Linked DNA regions of Pan troglodytes: region 2 is linked to region 1. A link is a contact called in public capture Hi-C data. All regions are on one chromosome and are shown on one strand. The core of a region is the stretch at or near the end of the contact, and the rest is flanking DNA. Distances in the headings are between cores, read along the strand shown. Region 1 has its middle 50 kb from the start of ARK2C. Region 2 overlaps LOXHD1 (lipoxygenase homology PLAT domains 1).

What was found. Capture Hi-C pulls out chosen DNA fragments and counts their contacts.
Region 2: a contact with region 1 is called in a capture Hi-C map of stem cell-derived neural stem cells, with 3 times the contacts expected there. The contact joins two enhancer-like sites. A contact is called at or near these places in 3 of 7 Hi-C or Micro-C datasets (blood, induced pluripotent stem cells and stem cell-derived neural progenitor cells) and 1 of 1 other capture datasets (stem cell-derived neural stem cells).

The regions. Positions count from the first base shown.
Region 1 is chr17:56,133,674-56,137,872 of NHGRI_mPanTro3-v2.0_pri, reverse strand. No RefSeq gene overlaps it. Among named protein-coding and RNA genes, the nearest start is that of ARK2C, 50 kb to the left of the region's middle. Within about 2 kb of position 1,907, at least 5 of the 24 cell types and tissues checked have an H3K27ac peak or open chromatin away from gene starts, as enhancers often do. A contact at or near this core is called in stem cell-derived neural stem cells, where this site is marked.
Region 2 is chr17:56,330,732-56,334,954 of NHGRI_mPanTro3-v2.0_pri, reverse strand. It overlaps LOXHD1 (lipoxygenase homology PLAT domains 1), which reads left to right. Exons shown (of 42, transcript XM_054672174.2): 40 at 1-89. Among named protein-coding and RNA genes, the nearest start is that of ARK2C, 150 kb to the right of the region's middle. Within about 2 kb of position 2,119, at least 4 of the 24 cell types and tissues checked have an H3K27ac peak or open chromatin away from gene starts, as enhancers often do. A contact at or near this core is called in stem cell-derived neural stem cells, where this site is marked.

The sequences.
Region 1 (4,199 bases), core at 658-3,157:
TGACCCCTGAGGGAGAATTTCTTCCTGGAACGCTCTTCCCATTGTCCATGAGCTGAAATTGGCCTCTCTGAGCCTCTGTGTTCTACTCATGCCCCCTCGAATGGTACCCAGTAGACTACAGATTCTTCCTGACAGCCTGTTGACTCCTCAAAAACTGAGAGCATGACCCCTTTTCTAGGTTCAACAATTCTGAACCCCTTGCCATCTTCTATATTACCTAAATTCCACTCTGCCGGTAATTCTTGTCAGCCGTGTTATTAAATCATGCCATTCAGTTAGAATTGTAGGTGTCTTTTAGTTACTTCTTTATGATCTTCTGTATTTTCCCAATTTCTTACCATGAATGTATATTACTGCCATTATTACAAAGAATAATTTCATGTATGATGTTACTTCTCTGTTGTCCTGCTATTGCTTTTCACTCTTAAATGGCTGGCGCCTCCAGAGCCACTGACGTTCTCTAATGTGCCATCCCTCCCCATCAGAGAGAGGGTCAGGGTGCTCCTCTGACCCTCCAGTGACTGGATTAGAGCCCCGTGGCTTCCACTGTCATGGACTTCGCCTAACGGGACATCCCCCTGTTCACACATCACTTTCTCATGACCACACAGAGAGCATGGGAGACTTCGTTCAGTGCCTTGTGATGATACCCTTTGCATTTCCTATGATGCTGACAATAAATATGTGACGTGAATGAAAAAAAATTATTGGCTGAGCACGGTGGCTCATGCCTGTAATCCCAACACATTGAGAGAACAAGTGGGTCACTTGAGCCCAGGAGTTTGAGACCAGCCTGGGCAACACAGCAAAACCCTGCCTCTACACAAAATACACACACACACACACACACACACATGAAAAAAATTAGCCGGGCATAGTGGTGTGCACCTGTGGTTCCAGCTACTTGGGAGGCTGACACTGGAGGATTGCTTGAGCTCAAGAAGGCAACGCTGCAGTGAGCCATGATTGTGCCACTGCACTCCAGCCTGTGTGACAGAGTGAGATCCTATCTCAAAAAAAGAAAAAAAAAAAAAAAAAGGAAGAAAAGAAAGAAAAAAAAGAAAAAGAAAACAAAATTATTTGATAACGCAAGTCCCTGGGAGTTTGATTTGACATGATTTTAATGAGTTAATTCCAGGATGGGCACAGCTCTTCGCAAAGTGCTCCCAAACCACCTGTTTAATAATTCTAGAATGCTACTGAGTGTCACTAAGCTTACATCCCAGGAATCATGTTCTTCACTTTTTGGAAATCGGGACATTTTGCTCCCTCTGGCTGGTTGGTCCTTCCTCTCTTTCTGAACTCATCCTAAAAGTCCTGTCTCCTTCTCCGGCCATTCAGGACCACTCTCCCTTCCTGCAATTGTGGTAATTATTCAGAACCAGAATGAAACAACAGCAGTAGTAATAGCTGCCACATACTGGGAGCTTGCTCTATGCCAGACACCATGCTCAAGGACTTCACAATACTTCATCACGTGTATCACTTAGCACTGTATCATACTTTTGAATATATATGTGTGTGTGTAAAGTTTTAATCACTTGAATAACAGCTGCTATTATGACCATTTAGCAGATGAAGAAACTGATTCAGAGAGGTTCAGGCTCCTGCACTGAGCCTTAGACAGTGAACAATTTCAGGGTCCAAACCTGGGTTTATCTGGGTCCAAAGTCCAAGTTCTTACTTCCTCTACCCTGGCATTGTTTCTGGGGCTTTCTATTATTTCTGAGGCTTCCATCTGAATATTTCTAGCACGTCCTGTGCAGCACCTAACATGGCCATAGGCACACAGTAAGGGAGTCCTTAGGGGCCAAGTGGTTTTTCTAGAGCACTGGCCATGGTCCTGCCTCTTGTGGGTGCTGGTGTCATCTTTCACCTCCACCTCCAGGCACCGGGAGAAGCTGACTGGAGGGGATTTGGCAGAGGCCAAAGAGGGCTCAGCCCAGCTGTCTCCACCTCTCTTGCTGGATGGGAGAGGCACCACATTACAGAAACTGATATACCCAATTCCCTGAGACCCAGGGAGGGCAATCCTGTGAGAAGTTTCCACCCTTTGTTCTCTCCCACCGAGCCCCCAGGGGCTGATAATCTAATTCTCAACAAGTCCTTCCTGGCTGGTAATTGAATTGTGTTTTCCTCCCAGTCCAATCAGGGCCCTCATCCTACATCTGTCTGACAAAACACTAGGCCAGGCATCTTGGGAGGGGCAGAGACCTGGGAGGCACTTTTCAGCTTCCAGGAGCTTAATATTTCAGTTGCCACAGGTGCAGGGACTGACATTCTATTGACTAGCAATCCATGACTGCTGCCCACTTCCAGGACAATCGCTGAGGTCAGGAGGGCTCAAGGCGGTGAGCCTTAAAGGAGGGTTGTGTTGTGGAGGAGGGGATGATGGACAGCTGGGTTCTGGTAGACAGGGAGGAAAGGCGGAGGTGTGGGCAAAGTCCTGGAGGTGGGAACATGCATGACACATTCAAGTAACAAGAAGTAAGTCTGCCTGGATGGGCCTTCACTGTCTTCAACCGAGGGATGACGAATGACTCCAAAACACTCAAATTGTTCCTGGGAAGTCGGGTGGGGGGAAGTGTGAGTCAGCAGGCTCCTCTCACTATGCCTATGGCCCAGCCTCGGTCTACAGAACAGAGAGAGCCTGGTGCTGGAACTGGGTGTGCAAGGGTGCCCCAAATCAGGACACAACCACCTCATTCGTCCAGCCCAGAAATAGGGACATTTCTTCATCTCCTCTCCCACTCCTACCTAATCTAATCTGTCTCCAAGTCCTGCCTATTTCACCATCTCAGCTCTTCAGTCATCTCTCTGGCAGGCAGGCACTGTCACATCTCCCCCGTCTCTTGGGGACGAGCCCCTCCCTGATTGCTCTCCTCCACCTTGTTGCTCTCTGGCACATCCACACATATCTCCATGTGGCTCCCCCATGCATGCCACTTTCCATGGCTTCCCAGTGCCTTTAGGTCCAGAGCCTTTTGTGGCTTTGTCCTCTCATCTGGCTGGTGCCATCTCTTGCGACTCTTAAGCTCCCCAAAACATTCTGGTTTAGTGCTGGGCCTTTAGCTCAATTTATGATTATAACGCCCATCCCACCAGTGCCTTCTATATGTGCTTAATCCTCACGGAAACCCCGTGTGGAAGAGGAACAGAGAGGTTAAGTGACTTGTCTGTGGTCACACAGCTGGTAAGGGCGGAGCAGGATTCGCACCCAGGTGACTTATTCCCATAGCCCAGCTTCTTTATTTTTAGAGACAGCGTCTTGCTCTGTCACCCAGCCCAGAGTACAGGGACATGATCATAGCTCATTGGAACATTGAACTCGTGTAGTCCAGCTTCTTAACACTAGATTATAGTCTCTTCAGAAATGTCTATGGACACCAGTGGCCCCCTAGCCCTTCACATTCCCCTCCAACGTATGTTCACTATCAAGTCCCAACTGCATTTAAGGTTTCTGCTTATCTGACACCCCTCCACGAAGCTTTCTCTGGTGCCCCACTGTCCAGGTTTGGGTTAGGGCGGTGGTTCCCCTACTTTGATGCACACTGGAATTACCTGGGAATCTTTGTAAAAATCCTGCTGCCTGACTCCCACTCCTAGACATTGTGATTAAATCAGTACAGGGCGCACCCTAGACAAAAGCTCCATAGATGACTATAACGTGCAACGAATCTGGTAACAAAAGGCAGTGCAGTCATTCTGAAATTGGAGCAGGCATCAGAATTACCAGGAAGGCTGATGAAAACAGATTGCTGGGCACAGCCCCAGACTTTGATTCCATACATCTCGGTTAAGGTCCGAAAATATACATTTCTAGCAAGTTCCCAGGTGAGACTGCTACTGCTGTGGGTCCAGAGACCACACTGGGGGGGCCGCTGAGCTAAGGAGTCCTCCAGGTGCCCAAATGATCCCAGAGCACCCGGTGGTCATCGCCACCTAAGCCCTTATCACATCTATTCTAATTGTCTGTGTGCTCCTCCACTACCCCGGCCAGGCCACAGCTTTCTCTGTTATCTTTGGTAACCAGTGTCAACAGAGGTTGGGTCAATGAATCCACGAGACACCCAGGCAGGCTGCGCACTCCACAGCAATCCTTGTTTCTAACTGGAAAAAGTTAGAAACTGAACGCCTCCTGGGGGCAAGCACTGTCCTAAGCGCCTCACACCAACGGCCCCTTAATCTTCACAAGCACT
Region 2 (4,223 bases), core at 870-3,369, 200 kb before region 1:
CTTGCCAGGGAAGACCGGTTTATCCCCAAGAGAGAACTTGTCTGGCATGTCAAGACCATCACCATCACCGAGATGGAGTACGGCAATGTGTATGTACTGAGCCTCTCCCCAAGGAAGTGCCACTCCCTCAGCATGGGGCAGGGACTGAGCTGGACCATGGGCAAGAGAGCAGGGTGTGATGAGGTCTCTTCTTCAAGGTCAAGATTACCCTGTTCAGGAGGCCTAGAAGGCAGGAAGGGAAGAGACAGCTGTATGCTTCTGAAGCTATCTGGATTGTGCACCTACTATCAGAGGCAGGGGAGTAGGCCAGATGACCTAGGGTGCATCTAGTCTTTGGATCCAGGGATGCTTCCTTGGAAGGATACTGAGAAAGTCAAACAGTGCCAGAGAGCAGAGGCTTTCCTTGCCTTCCCCTTCCCTCAATCTAAAATGACAAAGAAACACAGTTTTGAAGCCTGCTGTTTACACGGTCATAGTGAAAACCCACCATCCATGTGGGCAGAGTAGGGACCAGAGACAAGCTAGGGTAATCCAATGGTCCATCTGCCTCACAGTACCCCAGATAAGGGGCTTTGCATTCTCTCATCAGAGCCTTCTGGAGACTCAGACATTTCTGGAAGATTAAGGGTCTTAGTTACCTGGGCAACATAGTCACAGTCATCAATTTGTCTAATTAAAACCCCTTGGTAACCAAGCTGGAAGCCAGGAAGAGCCCTGAGGCTCTGGAAGGCAGGAAAGGTGCTGAGAAGGAGCCAGGGGAGGGTGGAAAGGGGAATCCAAGGTCAAGGCTTGCCAAAGGGTAAGTGAAAGCTGAGTACATAGCTCACAGGGCCAGAACCACCGTGGACCCTCCCACATCTGCACCTCTCCCTGGGGCTGGCCCTGCTCATACCACACCCTAGAGCCTTCCCTGCACAAGGAAAGGTAGCCCTTGTCTGCACAGAAGCGGCAGCCAGGCTGGACCTAGGCAGAGCCCTCGGCTATGGGCTCTGGCCCTCAGGAGCCCAAGCTTCTCAAAGCCACACTTGTCCAACCTGCAGCTCCCTGGATTTGGCTCCCCCAGACCAAGCAACTCCTTGGGAATTTGGCAGAAGAGATTCTGACCTCTGCTCAGACTGCCATAACAAAATATCAGAGAGTGGGTGGCTTAAACAACAGAAAGCTATTTCTCACAGCTTTGGAGGCTGGAAGTCTGAGATCAGGGTTCTAGCATGGTGGAGTTCTGGGAGGACTCTCTTTCTGTCCTGCACATGGCCGCCTTCTCTCTGTGTCCTCACGTGGCAGAGAGAGAGAGCTCTGGTTTCTCTTCCTCTTTGTGTAAGGGCACTAATTCCATCATAAGGGCCCCACCCTCATGACCTTATCTAAACCTAATTATCTCTTGAAGTCCCCCATCTCCAAATACCATGGCATTGGGGGTTCCAGCTTCCATGTATAAATTTGGGGAGATACAACTCTGTTCATAGCAACTTCCCTCTTGAGCTATGGCATTATTTGCTGCTCTTTTAGAGAAAGCCCAGCTCAAGTACAATCAATCCTGTAGGAGTTGCTCTATGTGGCTGCTAGGACCAGTACTGATGAGAACTTGACAGCTGGGAGACTATCCCAGAAAAGAGAATGACTCACTGAGCAAGTCAGGGCCAGGCCTAAGCCCTTTCCATGGCTCAGTACTACCTCCCATCCACAAGGACTGTGTCTGCTGATACTGCTCATCTGCAAACCTCCCAAAATAAACAAAACAAAATAAAATAGTCACCCTCACATTACCCTTAAACCCACAATGTTGGCCGAGAGAGAGTTCTCAGCACCACCTGGCACCTTCCTGTCTTAGGAGGAAAGGAAGGCAAAGGCCCAGCTGTAAGCTTCCTGCCCCACAGTCCTGGGCCTGAGTTGTAGAATTTTCCATCCTGCAGAAGAAAAAGCTGCTCTTAATTGAAGCATCTTTCCCTCCAGCCTCAGGAATGCAGCCTGTCTTGTTGTCACCAGGGCTGGAGGGGGGAGGAAGAGATATCTGTGGGGAAGGGGCTCTTCCTGAAGTGAAGGGGTTGCAGGGGGTCCAGGCCTCTGGATACTAGCGCTGTCACCTGGTCAACTGTGTGGCCTCCAGCAGTTACCCATCACCTCCTTGTGCTTCACGCTGCCCTTTGGGAGGACAGCTGGATGCTCTATAGGGTCTAGGGTAGAGGGACGATGGCAGGGGTGTCAGCCTAGGAGCTCTCTGAAGTCATGCCCTAGCTCACCCCTGCCTGCCTGCAGTTCTCAAGCCTGTGGTCTCTGCTGGATAAAAACCTGTCACCTGCAATTCTCAAGCCTTGTTCTCTGCTGGATGAAAACCTGTCGCCTGCAGTTCTCAAGCCTGTGGTCTCTGCTGGATGAAAACCTGTCGCCTGCAGAAATACCACCTTCGTCCAGAAGGGGGACTTTGCAGGCATGTTTAATCGTGGTGACAATTCACATGGCCTCATTCTAGAAGGAACCTACATTCTGCATTATAAAACCACTTGCTTAACACTGTGTGTAACATCCACAATTCCTTTCCTGCCACCATGTTAGCCATATTTGGAGTTACATGAATTACAAATGAATTTAATCTCAATATCTCATATACACAATAACTCCAAATGTCCATCTCACAGCTATTTCCATTCTGATCCCTCTTTTGCAGTGTGCTGTTGACCTTCCTGACCAGTTCTCATTCATCACTAATAGCCTCAGGATTTGGGTGAAAGGTCATACAAAAAGACCTTATTTTTTAACTGAAAACACCTTTATTGTTTATCCCGGTAGCATATCTAATACACAACCATAAAAATTCAAATACAGAAACGTATGTAAAAGAAAGTAAAAATTCCCTACAGCCCTGCCCATCAGAGGTGGCCACCATGATGAGCATTTTGGTGACCCCATTCTCTCTGGGATTTTTCTAATACACAATGTTCACAGATGTGTGCTTATACATAGTTTTGAATATGTATCACTTTTTTCTGCTCATTTTTCTCTGCTTTTGCCTTTACTCTGGCTGGACACCTTCCCCCCTTTCTAGCAGGAGCAGCCCGCTGAGTGTCCTTCCAAAGCCAGAGCTTTGTGTAAGTCTGCAGGGCCCACATTTTGGTGATCCTATAATTATGTCTATCAGAAAACATTTCCTTATATCTACACCAGGGAATATTTTTCAGCCATCAAAAATAATGAATTAAATACATACCAGATGACTTGGAGCAATTCCCAGGAAGTATTATTGAGTGAGAAAAGCGAGACACAGGAAAACATGTCTTATGTGATGCCGTTTTGTAAAGGGAACACTGACATCCCCATATGTCTATGTACACGTGGGTCTGTGCAGGGTTGGGTGAAATGGAGGGAAATTTGGCAGGCTACACCCTCAACTGTTACATGGGTTATCTGAGGAGAAGCGATGCTGAAGTGAGAAGAAGGAGAAAGAAAGAGAGCCAAGCAAAGAGGGAGCAAAAAAAAGTACGTTTAGAAAAGTATGTATATGATCAGATGATTTTTGTATTTATATAGAATGATGCATATTAGTGGGCATATGCATAAAGAGATACATTTTAAGAGAATTTTAAAACAATGCAAGTATCTCCTCCTCTAAGAAATTGTAGTATGTAACAACAATCCAAATTTATCCAGTGATAAATTGGGGGAAGAAGGATCTCAAAACAGAATAAGGATTTCCTGCAAATGTCTTTAAATGGCTTATTCTTCAGGGCCAGGCAGGCTCTGGCTCTGGGTCACCTTAAGCAGTGACTTTTCTTCTTCAAGTCTCAGTTCCTCCTCCTATGAAATGGGAGGATGATGCCCAGGGTTGTTGTGGGAGCTAATGAGATTCAAGAATGCAAAGTCCTGGAGTTGTGTAAGCAGGCAAAAAACCAAAGGTGTTTTTTTGTTTTGTTTTGTTTTTTTCTGTTAAGAATGTTCATCTAAAATAGGGTTTGATTTTGCACCATTGGGCACACCTTTTCAGTGTTGCATTCCTGAAGTTGTTAGCCAGCACCGAGACAGCTTGTTTTCAAAGGTGTTAGCATATTAGCAATTTGGAGTGGGAAGAAACCATAGCAATTGTTCAGTCCAAACCTCCAGCTTCGCCAATGGGAAAATCAAGATCTGGGTAGGATATGTGACTTGTCCAAGGTCACGCAGATGGTAGGTGGCAGGGCTGGGGCAGACCATGCCCTCTCACATCCTGTGCAGCATTTTCCCACCATGCT